5 separate regions of the Mus musculus genome follow, and all the other regions are linked to region 4. Evidence: chromatin contacts called from public HiCAR-type, HiChIP or PLAC-seq, Micro-C and promoter capture Hi-C data. All regions are on one chromosome and are shown on one strand. Each heading gives the region's core, a stretch centred on a gene start, on an enhancer-like site or on the middle of the called end of the contact. The rest is flanking DNA. Distances are from core to core; before and after follow the strand shown. Region 1 has its middle 44 kb from the start of Sec61g. Region 2 has its middle 27 kb from the start of Sec61g. Region 3 holds the start of Vstm2a (V-set and transmembrane domain containing 2A). Region 4 holds the start of Ppp3r1 (protein phosphatase 3, regulatory subunit B, alpha isoform (calcineurin B, type I)). Region 5 has its middle 83 kb from the start of Sec61g.

The links. Promoter capture Hi-C pulls out the DNA fragments that hold promoters and counts their contacts. Hi-C and Micro-C count contacts between places; a contact is called where the count stands out from the background. HiCAR-type assays count read pairs that join an accessible place to other places. HiChIP or PLAC-seq counts read pairs in DNA pulled down with a chosen protein or histone mark.
Region 1: a contact with region 4 is called in a promoter capture Hi-C map of pre-B cells. The contact joins the enhancer-like site here to the promoter of Ppp3r1 in region 4. A contact is called at or near these places in 10 of 39 promoter capture datasets (the 3T3-L1 cell line, the C10 cell line, cranial neural crest and 7 more), 1 of 15 datasets of contacts at CTCF or cohesin (the NIH/3T3 cell line) and 1 of 115 datasets of contacts at active chromatin or transcription factors (pro-B cells).
Region 2: an H3K27ac HiChIP or PLAC-seq map of embryonic stem cells shows a contact between it and region 4, with 5 times the contacts expected there. The contact joins the enhancer-like site here to the promoter of Ppp3r1 in region 4. A contact is called at or near these places in 11 of 39 promoter capture datasets (the 3T3-L1 cell line, the C10 cell line, the HPC-7 cell line and 8 more), 2 of 15 datasets of contacts at CTCF or cohesin (the NIH/3T3 cell line and pro-B cells), 7 of 484 Hi-C or Micro-C datasets (B cells, adipose-derived mesenchymal stem cells, cardiomyocytes and 2 more), 15 of 115 datasets of contacts at active chromatin or transcription factors (astrocytes, cardiomyocytes, embryonic forebrain and 8 more) and 1 of 9 other capture datasets (embryonic stem cells).
Region 3: a HiCAR-type map of astrocytes shows a contact between it and region 4, with 2.8 times the contacts expected there. The contact joins the promoter of Vstm2a here to the promoter of Ppp3r1 in region 4. A contact is called at or near these places in 2 of 39 promoter capture datasets (the 3T3-L1 cell line and liver) and 1 of 115 datasets of contacts at active chromatin or transcription factors (astrocytes).
Region 5: a contact with region 4 is called in a Micro-C map of embryonic stem cells, with 4 times the contacts expected there. The contact joins the enhancer-like site here to the promoter of Ppp3r1 in region 4. A contact is called at or near these places in 2 of 39 promoter capture datasets (cranial neural crest and pre-B cells), 2 of 484 Hi-C or Micro-C datasets (both in embryonic stem cells) and 3 of 115 datasets of contacts at active chromatin or transcription factors (astrocytes and embryonic stem cells).

What each region holds. Positions count from the first base shown.
Region 1 is chr11:16,551,393-16,554,154 of GRCm38.p6, reverse strand. No RefSeq gene overlaps it. Among named protein-coding and RNA genes, the nearest start is that of Sec61g, 44 kb to the right of the region's middle. Within about 2 kb of position 1,499, at least 1 of the 459 cell types and tissues checked has an H3K27ac peak or open chromatin away from gene starts, as enhancers often do. A contact at or near this core is called in pre-B cells, where this site is marked.
Region 2 is chr11:16,533,676-16,536,375 of GRCm38.p6, reverse strand. No RefSeq gene overlaps it. Among named protein-coding and RNA genes, the nearest start is that of Sec61g, 27 kb to the right of the region's middle. Within about 2 kb of position 1,380, at least 33 of the 459 cell types and tissues checked have an H3K27ac peak or open chromatin away from gene starts, as enhancers often do. A contact at or near this core is called in astrocytes, embryonic stem cells, liver and 2 more, where this site is marked.
Region 3 is chr11:16,256,390-16,259,089 of GRCm38.p6, reverse strand. Vstm2a (V-set and transmembrane domain containing 2A) reads right to left here and starts at 1,348. Exons shown (of 5, transcript NM_001290539.2): 1 at 1,004-1,348. The coding sequence starts at 1,082.
Region 4 is chr11:17,157,900-17,160,599 of GRCm38.p6, reverse strand. It overlaps Ppp3r1 (protein phosphatase 3, regulatory subunit B, alpha isoform (calcineurin B, type I)), which reads right to left and starts at 1,302. Exons shown (of 6, transcript NM_024459.2): 1 at 1,058-1,302. The coding sequence starts at 1,060.
Region 5 is chr11:16,590,186-16,592,885 of GRCm38.p6, reverse strand. No RefSeq gene overlaps it. Among named protein-coding and RNA genes, the nearest start is that of Sec61g, 83 kb to the right of the region's middle. Within about 2 kb of position 1,250, at least 232 of the 459 cell types and tissues checked have an H3K27ac peak or open chromatin away from gene starts, as enhancers often do. A contact at or near this core is called in astrocytes and embryonic stem cells, where this site is marked.

The DNA.
Region 1 (2,762 bases), core at 250-2,749, 610 kb after region 4:
CCTTGAGTCAGATCAAATATTAATTGGCTACTCCCAGAAGTTCTATGCTAGCTACCATTGCCCTAGAACAGTATTCAGGCAAGACAAATTGTAGGTCAAATGTTTTGTGCCTAGGTTTGTACCTATGTTTCTCTTTTGGTACCCTGCAGAAGACCTTTCCAAAGGCTCCATGTAGGCACCAGCTCAACTGCTCCATGTTTAATGAGTTGTGTGAGTGCTGTCCTTGGCAATGGTGCCCCTTGATAGTTGGCAGAGAACAACTTGGTATCTTAGCAATAGCATGCATTGTTTGGGGATTTCCATAGGACCACCATGGCCAATAGTTCAATTGAATGCAACCAAGTCCTGCTACAGGAAGCCTTGTATGGTTACAGAAGATGCCCAGTTGAGACTCCATATTTCCCATTATTAGGAGGCCTCATTAGGGCATTATGGATTTTAGAAAGTTTACATTTTTGAAATAGGTTTCCACATCATCCCTCAAATGTTGCTCAATTTCATTGTCTTTCCCTACATTCTCTCCCTCTGCCCTATCTCCCCTTCTCCCCCCCTACCCCAACTTGATGTACCTACTCCCTTCCAGACCCTCCCCCAGTTTGCCTGTAAAATCTAATACCAGCTCCACCCTGAGAGAGATTTGTATGTCCCTCACTGACTCTTCCTCTATACCTAATCTCTCTGGGTATACAAATTGTAGTTTAGTTATCATGTACTTAACAGCTAATATATACTTATAAATAAATACATACCATATTTATCTCTATTGGTCTGAATTTCCTCTCTCAGAGTGATTTTTCCTAGTTCCATCTACTTGCCTGTAAATTTCATGGTGTGATTTTTTTTAAACAGCTGAATAATACTCCATTGTATAAGTGCACCACTTTTTCTTTATCCATTTTTCTGTTGAGGGGCATCTAGGTTATTTACACTTTCTGGATCTTATGATAAAGCCAGAATGAACATGTTTGAGCAAGTGTCTGCTTGATAGGTTAAGACATCCTTTGGGTATAGTCCCAAGAGTAGCTATATATATAGCTGGATCTTGGGGTAGATCAATTCCCAACTTTCTGAGGAACTGCCATGTTGATTTGAACTTCCCTTTAAGAATACCTGAGGGGCAGGGAGGGGTTCAGCATGCACAGCACAGCTATCATTCTGCTACAAGCTATTACAGAACAAAATCTGGGGCCCTTGTACAGATTACAAAACCTTTGCCATCAAGTAAGACTTCAGCTTTTACTCGTTATTCTTAAAGCGAAGTTCAAAACAACAAATAAAATGTTGTTCCTTCTCTAAAATATTTCAAGGAAGCCAAAGACAAATTATATTTACTAGAAAATCAAACTGATTCAGAAGGGCTTGGGTTTGTATTTATATTCAGGATGCAGTGTAATAGGGAGAACTAAACCTAAATTTGGTTTCCTATTTCAAACAAATACCTTTGAAGTAACACCATCCCTTCTCCTAGTGTACAAAGCAGTACAGGAACCACACACCTCCATTTCAGGCTATCCTTTATTGTTCTTTGGTCTGCTTTTTCCCCGGGGGACACACTGAATGTCCTTGATGAAAAAGTGGGGTTTAACTGATATTTTTTTTCCTTTCCACAAAGAAACATGCCAGATAGTGAAACTAAAGCTCATAATTTTCCTACCTCGTCTACTCTAAAGACAGAGGATAGCTCTATGGGGGAGATGATTGAGGATTTCCTTAACTCAATATACCGTTACAGAGGAGCTGTTTTGGAAGTCCCTCTGCCAGGTATGAGAGTTACATAAAGAAGTCTAATATATCTTCTACTCTTAGGGGAATTTAAAAATGTCAGTGGAGACACTTAGAAAAAATACTACACAGCTAGGGTTGCAGCTTGGTAGGAGATCATCTAGCACACCCCCCCCCCCACAAGACCCTGAATTCAATTCCCAACACTAAAGAAAGGTACCTATAACACATATTACCAAGTGCAACAATAATAATATGCACATATGGTAAACTATAATACACATTTAACTTATATACATGTTTGCCCATAAGGCTAGCTTAGTCCACTTAAAATTATTTTCTAATTAAATATGGAAACAATAAGTTGATTATTAATCATAATTTCTATGGATAGAAAGTAGTTCAAGGTGTTTTGTGTGTTATATATTTATTTATATATTTTGTGTTTTTGCATGTCTCTGTACAAGTGCACATGCATGCAGATGTTAGAGAAGTCAATTTCCTCCTCCCTCTGCCATCAGGACTTGAATAGATATCACTAGGTTTTGTAGTGAGATCTCCACCACTGAGAAATCTTACTAGCCCTCATTATATAGACACATGGAGGCAAAACAATCACACACAAAAAATAATACAATAAAGAACCTAAACATTTTTAAAATAAAGATTAAATACATACAAAATTTATTAGTAAATTAATAGATGTGAAAAATCTTTACCAGTGTTTTGCATGAGAACATGGAGTTTGTAATGGCTCAGTACTGAAATGCTGAGATGTACCACTGGCACCTGGAAATGAGAGGCAGACTTACACATAAGCAAAAGGTTGAATACATGAGGCCAGTTTTGAGTGACAAAGAAGAGAGGGCAGGACAGGCCTGAAAATGTTAAGAATCAGGACAAAAGGTTCTTGCTTCTATAACAACAAAGCATTTAATGGGCTGAATTTGAAAAATGTTATCTTTCTTCCTATTTATCTTGCTTCCACATCTACAATGTATATAAATTCAATGTAATTGAACTTGTAGCTAAGACAACAC
Region 2 (2,700 bases), core at 131-2,630, 620 kb after region 4:
TAGCATAGTAGCAACACTGGGCAGTGATGTACTCCAGAAGCAGAAGAGGTGGAATTCCCTCTCAGACAAGATGGCCATGGCAGGCCTAGCTTCTTCCTTCAGGGTGTCTTCACATGTGAGGCAAAGAAATGTCCCTTTAATGTCCCACAGAATTGGATATCTTTCTTTTCCTGTTAGCTAAAGCTAATCTTATCTCTCACGCCATTTGTTCTTACTCAAAGATACAGGCCTTGATTTAACCAGAAGACCACTCTTGCTCCCCCATGCAAGCACTTGTTCCTGAATGCCAGACGCATTACATTACCCATTATATGCCTTGCTTTGCACAACTCTCTCATTATCTCAGTAACACAGTGCACCAAAGTTCAGACGGCCAGGCTCATGGGTACAGGAGACACACTGTATTCCTAAAGGTGCAACTGTCACATGTACAGTCTGAAGCAGATGAAAAGGTTTAGTATGTAGAATGTTAGGCCTTTAAGCTCCTCCCAACCCATCCTGTCAATACCTGTTCCTCCACTGGTCCTGTTCCTCTGTACTGGGCTCCAGAGACACCTCTGATTTCTGCTCATCTGTTGCATGGGTTCCCTGATGCTTCTGAGCTTCTAGAATAAACTGGGATCTACTAGAAACATTTTCTCTTCTACTTTGTCAGTTATTCACCCCCCTTTTTTCTCTCTTATTTCTGCTTAAGGTCATCTTCTGCAGATATACTCACTAGCCTTAGAAGGCAGGGTTAAGATACCACTCTGTTGTGGTGATATCTTGAATTCATCTAATCCTCATCACAGAATCTATTACCTTACAGTGAAGTGCTCCCTTAGCTGTGCCTATTTCTCTAAAAATCACGACTATCTGAAGATATATGTTAATCATGTTTATTCCCATTGGTGTGATAATGGATAAACATACAACTTCCCTAGTTTTCTCCAAGTTTCAAAAGCTGTTGTGAGACCACCCAGACTCCCTCTGAGCCCAGCTGCACAGGTTTCATAGCAACCAGTTTGCTGGACTATTTCCCAAAGTAGGAGTGGGAATGGGAATAGGGAAGACTTTCCTCTGGGCCATTGATTTCAGTGATCTCATCCTTACTATGTGTAACATCCACTAAGTGCAAGCAAAGAAGGCTTGATGGGTAAAAAAAGCGAGTTCCACGTCAAAAATCGAGACCAAGGCAATCCAGTGTTTTAAAGGGGGTTGATCACGTTGACATGGCCAACCCACACTCATTTATTCTGTAGAGCAAACTCCAGTTAGTAAAGAAATATAAAGCACACAAAATATTTGCATTTGAATAAGTGAAACTGTAAAACCTCAGGGCTGTGGAGAGGCAGCTGTGATGCAGAAAAAAAGTGGTTTGGACTGGGACTCCAGCTCTGGGCTCTGGGCCTGACACTGCCTTTCAGTAGCTCTGTGATTGTCTAACTGTGTCTGGAGCTGAGCTTCCTCTTTGGTGAAAGAAATATTGAACTAAATGACCTCTAGCATCACCAAACAACTTAAAATCTCTCTTTTTGTTGTCCTTTTCAATGGGGGTAGATGGCAGTTCCTGCTCCTTGCCCAGCCACACCCTCATGAGTCTGGTGGGAAGCTTTATTTATGTGTTTCTTTCCCTAACTCTCTACATTTCCATCAGAGGAAATAGTGGCTGGCAATGCTTTCAAGCCTTGAAGACATTCACAGTGGGTGAGGGGAGTGACTCAAGTTGAACTTATTTAAAGACTATCAAGCCCTACAGAAGTTTTCCCCTTTTCTTGCTTTATGCAGCAAAATCTTTTTCAAGAGCTGAGAGGACATTTTGTATATGGCCCATAGGGTCTAGGTAAACATTTGCTGCCCACAGTTTTTCCCCATTCCAGAGAAAGAGCCAGGTTTCTAACATCTGTCAGTGTATCAGTTTTGTTCATTAATAAATACCGTATATTTATTTCATTGTATTCCTCTTGATTCCTTAAGTTGATATTTCAAGTTGTTATTGGTATTTTAGCTTCCAGATGTAATAGCTGTTGCTCTTATCTGAAAATAGATATGATTAATGACAATATACTATGTATAAGTTACTACAATAGAAATTTTTAATTATTTAATTTTGTTTTTGTGAACAATCACATCACCCCTTCCCTTTCTACTCTCCAAATCCTCCCATATAACACTCCTTGTTCTCTTTTAGATTTGTGACCTTATTTTTTATTATTTGTTGTTACATACTGATGTGTGTATATGAATATGTATTCATATCCTAATTACATAAATGCAATCTGCTTAGTCTGTGTAATGTTTCTTGTATGTGTGTATGTTTTTGCAGCTTACCATTTGGCATTGGATAGCCAACTAGTGTGTTCGACCCTGGGGAGACTACTTCTCCCACTGTCAGCATTCCTTAGTTGCTTGGTTCTTTATACATGGTTGAGGCTTCATGTCTTCCCTTGTCCGAATCCCATTCACTTGAGCATGTCTATTATTCCTGTCCATGTTCAGTTCATGCATATATAGTCATGTTGCTGAGACTTTATAGGTACAGCTTCTGATGTTAGGAGGAGACACAATTTCAAAGCAAATCTGCAATGTTCCCTGACCTTTAGGTTCAGGAGTTGATTGGAATGAAGATGTAGAAGGAAAAGCTGGAAGGCTGTAAGGATATGCATGCTGCTAGAATATGAGAGTGTATTGGGTGAGAGGGTAGAATAACACAAAGTCTCA
Region 3 (2,700 bases), core at 99-2,598, 900 kb after region 4:
GTAAGATTAATAGATCCATGTGAAAGTCACAAAAATAAAATCCCCTCCCTCCCTAGAGGGATCCTCGAACATGGAATTTTTGTTTTTTTGTTAAGAAGGCGATTGTTCTTAGCTTATCCAAGGGGTACTTTGCAAAGACCTGATGTCTGTCTAGAAGGAGCCTTTTATTTGTGGGGGAGAGAAGAGGACAAGCACAGGCACACATATGAAAGGAGGGTGACTGAAAGGCTGGCAGGAATGATTACAGCCACTTTCTCCTCTTTTCTTAAAGATAGTGAATCTGGGTGTCTCTTTTCACTGTTTTATGAAACCCCAAATTGAGCAATAATTAAAGTGAACATTTTATGTTTTATAGAAATGGACACTATTCAAAAGGTACCGTCTGAAAAGGCTTTTCTGCTTACATTAGCTAGTGGACTGGGGCATTTCTGCTTGCAGAAGTGATGCAGTCTTCAGCAGGCAAAAACTGTGATTTGCTCATGGTGTTGAAGCAACCACCGCAGCCTGCAAAGTCCTGAACAACTGGGCCCAGCAGGCTGCTGCCTCTTATGATGCAATTCATAGCTCCTTGTGGGTCCTCTGGTAAACACATGGGGAAGAAGTCACAGGGACCAGAGAAGGGGACTACAGCTTTCTGCCTCCAGAGAGGAGCCCCTTCCAAAGAGCAGCTTTGTATTCCTGAGTGCTTGCCTTCTTCATGCACAGTGAAAATGCACACACACACACACACACACACACACACACACACACACACACACACCTGTGTATGTGCTCACTGAACTCACCCATCATTACCTGGCTTGCATCTACTAGATGTTTCTCGGAAACCTGGCTTGCTTGCAATTAATAAACTTTGGGAGAAAAAGCCCAAATGAACACTATTCATACTATCTAAACCCGCTATTGGCTTGGTTTGAGCCACTCTCCAGCTGTCTGTCCATTCTTCGAGTTGGTTCAGCACACACACGCATCACCACAAACACATCACAAGCAACCGACTTACCTTGAGAAGAAAGCCCTTGTTGTACATATAACACGGAAAAGAACATAAATCCAACAGACGCCAAAAAGATCCCCATCATGCCAAGGGAGTGGGGCACATCCGTGTAGCCCAGAGCCCCAAAACCTAAAAAGACAGATAGGCAAGCGTGTCCGCAGGCTGCTCTCAGAGCCTGGGGCGCGATACTGCACGCATGCTGCCGCTCATAGCAAAGAGTAGCTTGGACACAGGGGATTGCGACTAGTGAGGGATGGACCGAGCTGGCTGCGATCCGGAGGCTTCAAGGCACAGACCCGGGTTGCCACGCCGTGAAGTGTCTCCGCCGCCGGCTGGCTGCTTCCGCTACCTGGCAGTTCGTCCCACGTCAGTCGCTCGGCTTGCGTGCTCGCCGCCCTCCCCACGCCCAGCGAGCCCGCGGCGAGTGGAGCGGGCGCAGGGCGGCGCGGACTGGGCTCGCGCGGCGCCCAACTTTGCCTCTAATGGCTGCAATGATGCCTTTAACTCTCTGAGCGCCGGGACTGCGCACCTGCCGGCCGGGGGTGGGGATGCGGGGCCCTGGCAGATCTCTGCTCTCCAGTCCGCCTTTACTCCCATCAGTCAGCTCGGGTTTAGCTGGATCAGATGGCGTTTTGCAAAGAGAGAAGGACAGGTTTAGGGTCTTGGCGTTTGCTCTGGGGTAGGGGTTAGGGATTTCAGGAGGAAGTTGAGGCATTGTTAAAGACGGAGGAGGAGTGGGGTGGGTTGGGAGTGACTGCTTTGGGGAGATGAAAACAGCCCACGGAGGAAAAAGGCGCTTAACCAGTTATTAACTGCTCCAGCTAAAATGATCTTATGCTATTATTATTTCACCAGAATGTATTGTAAGCAGTTTACAGCCCAGGAGAGGCCATTCATGCAGGCACCAGATCACTCCAGCTGGCGAATGGAAGGCACAAAAAGTACAAAAGTCATGTATTAGAGAATGCTCCAGAAGGAAAAGTCCATAACGCTATGCGTATCATCTTTTTCATGCTTATACCCATTGCCTGCGTTGCCTCCCTCCCACAGTATTCTGGGTGGAGGAGGGGTTTTGCAAATCATTAAGGTCCTCTTTACAAGATTTATTTTTGTTTTGTTCAGTTCCTTTTGCATAACATTAATTACATAATAGTCTTTAGGATTATGTGAATAGACAATATTTTAGCAGGCTCTCTCTCTCTCTCTCTCTCTCTCTCACACACACACACACACACACACAGACACACACACACACACACACACACACACACACACACACACACACACACACACAACCCTCCAGTAAGTTTCAGGACTTGGAATAAGCCTAGTCATTTGCTTTGGAAAAGCTTGAGTTGTATACTGTATTCTTAAAATTAAGAATCTTAAAACAACAAATACACTCAGAAACTCCTATCAGTTCTTGCCCAACTCAACCCTGGGTCAATGAACTTGCATTTTAAATTTTATTTTTATCCAAAATCACCGAATAATTTAAATTATTTTCATTATAGTTTCCTATGTAGATAGACATATAGTCTTCCTTAGTAATTGGAAATATGCATTAATCTTAATAATGCTACCAGAAACCAGTGAAGTTTATATATTTCCATTTTATAAGTTTTGAGTTTGTGCTTGGCTGATGGCTTTCCTGTCACACAAAAACTTAACCCTACCATGGCCATAGTATTTTAAAGCACTTG
Region 4 (2,700 bases), core at 53-2,552:
ACTCGCAGTGCAGCTATGTTTGTCTGTGAACACAATTCTTGATTGCAAAGACGAAACGGAGGCCCAGTGAAGCTACAGAACCAGTAAGGTAACAAGCTAAAGGCGTCATAGATTTCTTGGCTATGGTGACAGGCAGGAGGCACACCCCTAGCGTCAGCCAGAAATACTACATGGTGAATTCCACCTACGGATTAATAGGAAAGTAAGGAAGGGAAAATTTAAATCGCCATCGTTCAAAAACAACTACCACAAGCACCGGAAAAACAGAAATAAAAATACTAAGAAAATATTAACAAACCAATATGAGCATTTCTCTAGGCCCGGTGTCTTAGCTAATATACACGCTGGCCCTTTCATGTTCACCAACGCAGAGAAAAGCGGCCTCGGGAAAAAAAAAAATCCCCTACGGTTGCAAACAGCAGAGAGATAAATGCGAAAACGAGCGAAGAAGGCAAGAAAGTGGAAGGATCCCTGCCAAGGCTCGCTGCTGGAAAATGCGGAGTGAGTGGGAGGAAGCACAACTCTGGAGAAGTGGGTCTTACATAAAGCGCCATTTGCCGCACACTATCATTTCCACCGGATTTCAGAAAACCCAACCTGGAAACCCATCTGGGGGCGGAAAGTGGGTTTCACGTGGAGGAGGGTAGCGAGGGCGCAGCCCCCCGGGACCGGGGTTCAGAAAAGGCCGAACGAGCCAGACAGGCGACGGGGCCGGGGTTGCGCGGAGGCCCACGGGCTTAGGAGCCCGGGGGCGGCGGCTCTGTGGGCGCCCGGAGGCCCAGGGTCGTGCGGAGGGCGGGGGCGGCGAATCTCGGGGAGCGCGGAGACGTCCGGCGTTTGCAGGGGGCCGGGGGGCGCGCGGAGGCCCGGAGGAGGCGCGCAGGGGCTGGGGGGCTTGCAAGGGCCTTGCAGCGGCCCGGGAGCGCGCAGAGCCGGGGGCCGCGCAAGTAGCCGAGGACTTGAAACCCAGCACCTGCACCCTCCAGGCCTCTGGAATTTTCTATCCGAGAGGACGCCCCGGGCCCTCCCTCGCGCGACCGGGGAACCGAGGTCTCACCATCTTGCTCGGCGGGCGGCGCTGGCGGCGGCTGTAGGATCCTCGGGACGCGGCGACGGCGGCTTTGCTGTCCGGCGCCGGGCGGGGTGCAACGGGGCCTGGGCCCGGAGCGAGGCGGGCGGAGTCCCGGTTGGAGATGCGTCGGCGGGAGGAGAGGGTTGCAGCCTCACGCTCACAGGCGGCCCCGACTCGTTGCAGCGGCTCGCGCTGACCGCAACCTCAAGGCACGGAACAGGGCGCGCAGAGGGCGGAGCGAGCGCGGGGCGGGGCGGGGCGGAGCCTGCGGGAGGCTGACATCCGGGAACCCGCGCCCTGCCGTGCACACGCTCTCCAACCGGATTGCTCGCAGAGCCCCGCTAGCGCTCCGCCAGCGCTTTTTGCGTACCGTGCGCCGGGGGACATGGAGATGGGGGGGCAGACGTCTTGACGTTGGGAGAGCCGCGCTTCCTGTCATGTGACCGAAGGAAGGCCGGCAGGAGGAAGACTCCTGGGAGGAGAAAATGGGGAGAATGACAGGACCTGCCACAGGGCTGTGTCGCTCTTGGGGGGTGACACCATGTCACTATGGCGAGGCACGGGCAAGTCTACACTGTGGAGTCAAGCGCGCAGTTGGAAAAATAGGAGAAGCAAAGCTAGCTGCAGCTTAGGTCCTGGGAGCCACTGACAAGAGTGGGGGATTGCTTCCCACTCCAACAGACACTACCTCTAGGTTGCCCTGCAGCTGGTGCAGAAAGAAGCCTTTAAGAGAAATACTACGAGACAGACTGCCCTGTTGTCCATGTAGTAAGGGTATGTCCGTAATGGTGGCAGTTGCCTTACTATAGAAGTGAAACTACAGTAGGTAATAAAGTCCATGGAAAGAAGTTATATTTAAGAGGAAAAGATAAGTTGGTAGGAGAGATGTGATAAAGATAACGTATTTATGTTATTTATTTTAGTCAGGTTTTGAATAGATAGAAAATAAAGGTCAGGGTATGTCCTGCTCTACCTGTTTCATCTTCTGTAAGTGTAGATTATTTTTTAGCTTTTGAGAGACGAGCTTTGACTCCACTTTGAGGATGGGGGATGCCTGCACCGGAGGGGACACGAATGCTACTTACCATGTATCCAGTTCCACTCACAGACTGAAAATGCCTTATAGCTTGGCGTTGAAAGGGTGGCACCCTATGAATTTATCAGGGTAAACTGTAACAGCGCATAGGTTTGTTACAATTGTTTGGGAAACCAGGCACAAGAACGTGGTAGGCACATCATACCAAGAAAAGGGTGCAACGTCCTCACCTGGACTCCATAAAGAGATAGACATCTAGCACTGTGATGGCAACAACCCCTACCAATCTATCATCCGACCATCCTGATAGGCAAAGAACACTTGACTGCCCCTGAGGCTTGAACTCAGTTAAGTCCTCACTGTTGACAAGGTTTGGTCAACTGTCCATCTTTCTATTCCTCCAGCTGTACCATCCATCCATCCCTTCATCTGGACCTACATTTGGCTCTTAGGCCTCTACAGCTGAACTCAACTCTATAGCTTCCCATTTAAACCATTGACACTCCCAACAGCCTGCTCCAGCATCTTTCCTAAAGCCAAGGTGTTTATTTAGTATCAAAACAAACTACATTTCTGATGGCCAGGCAGTGGG
Region 5 (2,700 bases), core at 1-2,500, 570 kb after region 4:
TTCTCTGACTCTCTTCTCTCCCTGACCCCTTTCTCCCTCCCTCCCATTCCTCCGCACCCCTCTCCACCTGTTCCTGGACAGCCTTCCCCCCCTACCCCCGCTCTCCCCACCTCCCTTCTCCCCCTCTGTGTGTTTTTCTCTGCCTCTACTTCCTTCTAACCCCCCCCCCCCCCCGCTTCCCATGCCCTAAATAAACTCTGTCTACACTATACCTGTCATGACCCGCCAAGGCACCCCTCCCACCTCACCATACCTGGCTTTATCAAACGTATCCTCTTTCTTTTTATAAAACACAACAGTATCAGAAGCCATCTTGGCAAGGGTGGCCTGTTATGCTCCACACCAGCTTCTCAACTTCTGAATGTTCACATCCCAGGGAGCTTTGAAATATTCTGAAGCTTCTGTCTCTGTCTCTGTCTCTCTCTGTCTCTGTCTCTCACTCGTGCGCTCTCTCTCTCTCTCTTTCTCTCTCTCTCTCTCTCTCTCTCTCTCTCTCTCTCTCTCTCACACACACACACACACACATACATACACACACACACACACACTAGCAGATCCCACGGATCCTTTCGCTTCTGTAGAGCCAGGTTGATAGCTGACCAGCAGTCAGCCTGTCTTGGTCAGTGAGTATCCCAGTAATTTGGCTGCTTCAGCTACAGTAAATGACACTAGAGAAAAGGCATTCAAATGGAATTCTAAAAACATTCCTGAGAAATACCTGCCCAGTTTCAACTTGTCCAGCACTCTCCGCACAGAAATCTCCATGAATTCAGAATACAGATGAGGGACAAATGTAGATCTCAGCTACTAGGGCAAAAAAGCACCTTCAGGGCCCAGCCAACCTGGCCATGCCAGGGGCCAGGAGAAAAGCATTGCGGTTGCCCTTGCTGACTACATGGAGATTGATAAACCTGCAAAGAAAAGACTCCAAAATGGGCTACAGAAGGTTTAATGAAAGTTGAGTAGCAGCAGGGCCAGGTGGTCTGACCACCAACCTGCAGCCTCCCTGTTTGGAAGAGAGAAGGGCATGCCTTACTCACTCAGGCTAAGAAAACCCCCTGAAAACACGTCAGTAACCCTCTGCTCTCCTTTGGCTGCATCCCCCTGGGCTCTGCACTTGAAAGGCAATCTGGCAAGCCTGGTTACTCAAACACACCACGTGCCTTGCATTCCTCACAGGGCTCTACAAAAGGTCTTCCTCCAGCTCTCCATGGCAGCTGTTGCTGCTCCCAGAGCTGCTCCGGATGAGTGCATTCTGACCGGAGCCTGGCCTCCTGCTGACTCACTTGGTTACTATGGCCAAGTCACTCAGCGTCACTACACGCCTGGGTGACCCTATTTATAAATCTCACAGCAGCAAAAGGGCCTTCCTCACCCACAAGAAGCAGCCATGTTCTACTCTCGGGATACATCTAAGACCGGTGCTAACCCCAGGCAAAGAAGTTTGAGTCCTGATCCATTGAAGGGGCAGCTGGTTATAATCATCTTCCTTCAGCCTGCTTCCCACAAACAAACAAACAGAAAAATCTGCTGGAAGTGGGAAACGTTTCCTATGTTGCTAAATATAGCATTAAAGCTTTTCTAATTGTAAGTGTTAAGTAATAGTATTGCTAAAATCTCACACATTAAGTGTGGATAAAAGTGTCGGAAGCTTTGAAAAATCTCAATCTCTAAGGATAATTTTGAGAGTATTTTTCTATTCTGTTTCTTTCACATATGTGGAGTTGTATTTGTAAAAACAACACCGCTTCATCTTCTTCCTTGATTTTTACTCACTTTATTATAATTATGTTTGTCTTATTTCCATGCACTGTAATCTTTTAAGGTTTGTTTTAGAGAAACTTATGTGTTTTATAGAAACGGGGATATGTTTTCTAGAGCACCTTACGATGCAGTAGGAGGGCGTACCTAAGCAAGCCAACGACGAGGCCCCCTCCCAAGGTAGCATAGAGATTATTTGGGGACATGGGAAGGGGAGTTGAGAAGGGAATAGAGGGAGAGAAAGAAAAGAGGCAGGCCAGAGAGCATCGAGAAAAGGGGAGACCGGAAATGGGGAGAGAGGGAGAAAGGGGTCAGTCAAAGGGAGAAGAGAGTCAGAGAGATAGGGAGAGGTCAAACAATCCCTTTTACAGTAAGCCAGGCCAACCTGGCTGTTGCTAGGTAACTGTTGGGCGGATCCTTGAAAGAATGCCAACCGAAACAAAGAGATCTCTACTAATCTGTTTTTCCCTTATGTACTGTAATTTTTTTAAATTTGAAACTTATTTAATTTATTTGATGGAGGTGAAAATGTCTTTTATTTAGATAAGTAGCATCTACAAAAGCCCCTTTACTTATGTTTCTTACAATTTTGTTTACTGCTTAAGTGGTTCCATTTTTTATTTTCTTCCCAGCAGTCAACTGTATTGAAGCCATTAAACCAACTTCCCTCAAACTACAATCTGTGCAAACTCACACAACAACAGCAGCTGCTTCATGCTTAGCTTCCTTCCGGAGACCTCAGTATTCCCACTGTATCGAAGTATCTGAATTACCTGTGAATTTTAGTCCCCTAAGTCAGAGGGGCAACAATCAAGATAAGGGGGCTTAGAGACTTTTTAACAGGTTCATCATTTTCTACATTTTTTAAATTGTGAAGTACAAAATAATATACCTCATAAGAATTTAAATTCACTGGTGTTGAATGGATTCACCAGTAGG